2 separate regions of the Nothobranchius furzeri genome follow, and region 2 is linked to region 1. Evidence: chromatin contacts called from public Micro-C data. All regions are on one chromosome and are shown on one strand. The core of a region is the stretch at or near the end of the contact, and the rest is flanking DNA. Distances in the headings are between cores, read along the strand shown.

Evidence for each region. A called contact is a pair of places that touch in the nucleus more often than the background predicts.
Region 2: a contact with region 1 is called in a Micro-C map of tail fin, with 5 times the contacts expected there. The contact joins the enhancer-like site here to the promoter of cenpv in region 1.

The regions. Positions count from the first base shown.
Region 1 is chr10:52,621,132-52,623,831 of NfurGRZ-RIMD1, reverse strand. It overlaps cenpv (centromere protein V), which reads right to left and starts at 1,382. Exons shown (of 5, transcript XM_070555754.1): 1 at 1,357-1,382; 2 at 1,126-1,218; 3 at 955-1,024; 4 at 770-884. The coding sequence starts at 1,217.
Region 2 is chr10:52,698,663-52,701,362 of NfurGRZ-RIMD1, reverse strand. ncor1 (nuclear receptor corepressor 1) reads right to left here. Exons shown (of 45, transcript XM_054730666.2): 23 at 719-885; 24 at 258-372. Among protein-coding and RNA genes, the nearest start is that of zswim7, 22 kb to the left of the region's middle. Within about 2 kb of position 1,317, at least 1 of the 3 cell types and tissues checked has an H3K27ac peak or open chromatin away from gene starts, as enhancers often do. A contact at or near this core is called in tail fin, where this site is marked.

The DNA of each region.
Region 1 (2,700 bases), core at 133-2,632:
TAACTGTAAAACTACACATTGTCCCTTTAAGGTTACATCAAAAGGCCAAGGGAGTGTCTGCTTAGTAATGCATTACCTAATATGGTTAAGCAGTTGTTAATACATTATTTAATAGTTTATTAATGCTTAATAATGCACTAAGTAATGTTAATAAAGGGACCCTTATTGTAAGGTGTTACTTAAAAACAGACTGAAATACAAGAAAACAGCATTCAAACTTGCAACCTACTGGATAGTACTAAATGCCAGAGAAAACAAACACATTTTTAAACCCATTAATAGGGTCATTGTCTCAGCTGTCCTAACCTTTAAAGCAGGGGTCCTCAATTATAATGGTCCGAGGGCCACTCACAAATAAGCTTCCAGGAGAAATATTAATGAACTTATGAAAATAATAATGCGTGTTTGGAAGAGCATCCTCCAATCCTCTCTGTCTCCCTCAGTCGCTGATCGAGCAAGTGGAGCGCGCCGCGTGACAACCCGCTCAAATAACATAATTCACGGCCCGAATCCAACAGAACTGATCGGGCTGATTTGGTTCGGGTTCAGACACAGCACAGGAGTAATATGTTCATACATCCTTGTCTCTGTCAGAAGGCGATAAGTTGCATTCTGAGCATTTTGCAAGTGATTAATATTGGCCTGTGGCACATATCTGTTTTAAATAAACACTGACAAAAAGGTCACTCAAAGCAAACAAGCTAATATACAGTACAACATCAGAGCTTGAGACCAGTGTTGGTGTCTTGTCAGAAACTAGACTTCTCACCATATCCATCAGGGTTAGACCGCGGTGTGTAGAAACTCTGAACTCCACAAGTCCTACAGAAGGTGTGTTTAGCCACATGTGTGTTAAAGGTGTAGGTAGTCAAGTTTTCCAACCCCTGAGAAAAGAAAATAATTAATTAGTCCGTTTTTTAAAATAAATATCAATTGTGAGGCAGATTTTCTTACCTGCAGGAGTGTGAAGTGATTTTTTGGGACAATGAAATGGTGGTTTTGTTTTTTGGTGCAGATGCTACAACTATGAGAATGAATACATAGATTTTATTATTTGTTTAAAACATCAATTAAGGAGCACTAATAAAGATATTTTAAATATACTTTTGACTTATAAATACGCACTTGCAATGAAAAACATGAAGGTCAGGAGAGCTCCAGACTTCAAATCTGACAGCACCACAGTGGCAGCCGCCTGAATGTTTCACAAGCTCCATTCTGCACATAAAAGCAGTAAAAAAGAAATGAAAAATCCCATCTATTCAAATGGATCTTTTTAGAAGCCCTGAAGCATGTCAAGTAAAACAACTGCTAAATATTTACCTAATAATTAAGCTGAGTGCAGCTGAAACCTACGTGACGTGTTGGTTGCAAAGCCTGTTGACGTGGAATTGGGTGGCTCACAGAGATTTCTAGTCACCTACTAAACTCAATAAACCTGATCAAAGTCCATCTGTGATAACAGAATCATTAACCTTGAAAAGAATATACTTTGTTTAATTTGTAAGTTGTGAACACTCAATTTAATAATTGTTTCAACCTCTCAAGTACTTTGCTAGACCCATGCACATGCTCATGTGACCCGAGCAAGAACTATTTCCTGCTTGAGCAGTTGTTTTCCTGAAACTCTTTCAGACAGGGTGATATAATTCCCAGCAAGGGGCCGGGCAGAGTACAGCAGACTTGCACAAACACATTCTTTAGAGGCAGATCAACTAACTTGATGTTGTAAAGCAATGGATTACGGGTTTGGTGTCTTATGACCATGAGTTCAACGGATGGGGTGAGGGAATACTGTGACCCAGATAGAGCTCTGTGATAGAGATCACCAAAATAGACTCCCATCTGAGGTTCTGCTCATGATTTTATTTGGTTTGAGCTAAAAGTGGTTACAGATGAGGCTTCAAGTTCTTTTTTTTCTATACTTAGCCTCAAATCAGAAATCTAGAAGCTTTTATATAACTTACAGTACCTTTTAATCAGTGTTATCTTTGATTAATTTATTGTAATTTAACAGAGTTGATGAATGGACTTTTAAATAAGAAAAACATCACATGATCTCTATGATCATAAGATAAAGTGATAACAAAAAGGCCATTTGGCTTATTTTATCATTTGTTTCAATCATGAAAAAAAACAAAATGTTCATTGTCATGCAGCTGTGTTGACATTCTGTTTGGCATCAAAATCAGGGGTTGGACACTTTGTGCTCTGTAATTATGATAAATAGGGGGAAAGCACATTTTAAATGAATGGTTTTGGTATTAAAATTAAATTAAGACTGTTGTCACTTTGGGTCCTACCGCTCTGAACATGTAAATTCAACTATAATGAGAGTACACAATGTACTTAGCCCTGCCTCTTGCTGCAAATAACTCCGTTTACGTGTCAAAATTACAAGATCTGTAGATCTTTATGTAACCCGTTTGTTATTACAACGACTACCTAACATCTTTACTGGTTTCTGTTGAACAAGATCGACGGGATTGTTCGCCAGTCGCTAAAGTGCAAAGTCATGCCGGTTTGATAAATACATCTAACAGTGTTTTTCTAAGGCGAAACTGAGACTACAGTCTTTCATTTTGAGTCTTACACGTTGACTCAAATTGATAAGTTGGGTAAAATATCTCTAGTCATTGTTATAAATCACAAGAAAATAACTTAGTCACCGTGCATCACTTACAGTCAGAGAAGTAACTC
Region 2 (2,700 bases), core at 68-2,567, 78 kb before region 1:
AACTGCTATTTCTTCTTAAAACTACTGGAGAGGAGAATTGCCATAATAATTGAGCTAGTATATCAAAATTCACAATTTAATAAACCAATAAAATACTTTTGAATGCTCATTTAGTGGTGCTGAGTAAACCATGTGCTCCTTAAAACGCCTCCCTCATGCCAGTCCAATATTTTCACTCATGGGTCTGAAAGCTGTTATTTTGGTTTGAATTGAGCAGCAGAGAAACAAATTTGTCACGTGATTATCTGACACCCTACCAGGCTTGTTGGGATCCATCTGCCGAGGTAGACCCAAAGAGATGGAGCCCACTGAGCTCTTAGTCCCCTCTGGTCCGTAGACAGCATGGGAGGGCAAATATGTGCCAGGAGTTCCCTGAAAAAAAAAAAAAAAAAAAAATACAGGACAAAGAACTCGTCTCATGTTCAGGTCGCTGTAGTTATGAGAACAATTGAGTGGTGTCAAGTGATGCAGATCAATCATCTTTTGCATGTAATGCCATGGTCCAAGCTAGATCATGTCAAGAATGCACGTTTAACAACACAGCATTTGTTAGACAGTGCCAAATAATACTGTAGGTTCGAGCGGGTTATGCTGATGAGAACAAATGCAAATCTGCTCATTTTAACATCCCACATGAAAATGATTAACAAATTAAATTTGTCCATGTTTGTAAGAGGTTGATAATAGCTACAAGAGATCCTCCTGAAGAGCGGCTCACCAGAGAGATGGAGCCTCCATGGATGAAGGAAGGCTTGTCTGTGGGCTTGGCGGTTGGAATGAGTGGAGGAGGAGAGGGAATGTTGGGAGGTCGGCTGGGTCTGCTGAACGTCACGCGGACTCCATCATTTACACCCTGAACCAGCTGGTTGGGAGCAGGGTGGAGGACTGGTGGGGAAATGAGAGTAAAGAATAAAACAATGAAATATTTCCTTCGAGAGCAAATATAAAATCTCCCAACCCAGTCCGGTAAAACTCTTTTGCTGCTTGAACTCTTGAACTCGAAAACACCACTTTTCAATTATATTCATTTCACATCGAAGACTACAAAATGAAATATTCAGCTTCAGTCTTCTAAGTGGTGAAGTCTACAGTTAATGGCCTCCCTGTTCAGAGCGGGGCAACTCTGGCCCGTGTGTTCTGTCTGCTTTAATGTACCCTGGGAAAGCTGAGTAGATAAAATGGATCATAACAAACCACACACACACACACACACAAACACACACACACATGCACGCACGCACCCACACGCGCGCGCGCACGCACACACAGTAACAGTAACCTCCCCGCAGCCTCAAGCGCTGCACTCTACAAAATCAAAAATGCAAACGGCTGTACGAGTTCTTCCAGCAGGCATGGACGTCATCATCCTGCCGGCTCATGAGGGGGTGGAAGAGAAAACAAGCCCCTCTATTATAAATTTATACAGCGCTGTTTCAGGAAGACAACCGAGAGTCATTCGGCTCTTTACCTTTGCAGAGAACAAAATATGGGATGTAATGCAAGATAATCAACTGAAAAGTCAAAAATAGATAGGAGAGGCAAAAATGACTGATTATTTCATAACTACCTGTAAAATAAACAGCTTTATGGGACACATATTTCTGCCATCCTGAGAATTTCTGTGTAAAAGTTTTAAATAACCACACCTGATAACTTCCTAAACTGCTTCTGTTCAGAGAAAAGACTCATATTGAGATAGACTCATTACTAGAGCTGGGTGTCAATTCAAATTTAAAGAATTGATTCGATTCCAATTCTCAAAAATTAGAATCGACTATTGCGATAAGATTTCATTCAATTCGACAAATTCATGAAATATTGGCAATTTAAAATGGCTGCATGGCCCAATCCTTCTCTCAGAATTTTTCTTTTCACAAAGACGCCGTCAGGCGGAATTAGCAAACAAATCCAGGGCAGTTAACAGAGGAAGTAAGAGGTGTCAATAACTGCAGCAATGGACTGTTATTGGAACACGAAGCTAGGGCATTATTAAAAATAACACATTAAGATTTTATCCAAAAGTTGTAGCTGCACACACACACACACACACACACACACACACACGCGCACACACACGCACGCACACGCACACACACAATTTGATATTTATATTGGCCTCATTCAAGACAAGGAGGCGGTTTTCAAACTCTTAAACTCAGAAACTTTTAATACAAACAGACCCACAAATGTTGCTTAGACTACTGAAGATAAACATCTCCACTATCTTCTGGTGTAAAGTAGAAACTTCATGAGGGATCATATTTGCAGCTGTGGCTCATTAAAGTCAGCAATAACACTTGTTGCAATTAAGCGACTTTGGTGCCGTATGGATCGATCCTCCTGAATATTTATGAGAATCAATTCAGAATCGGATGATCGATTTTTTTTTCCAACACAGCCCTACTCATTACAAGCAAAGCCAGATATTTCAAGCCTTTTTTGTTACAATTAAAGTATAAAACAATTAAATCATCTTGCAGATATGACTGGAAAATCAAAAAGCAGAAACGTCTTTCCTGAGGGAATTTTGGATGGAACACATTTTATAATCCTACAAATCCCATTCATCTCCAAAAAGTACAAGGACATCACTAAATTGATGCCAACTATTATTTGCTGATCCAAACATTCAGCTTCCTTTAGACACAAGCAAAGACTAACTATCAAAGAAACACACCATTAGTGAGACAAACTCAGGCC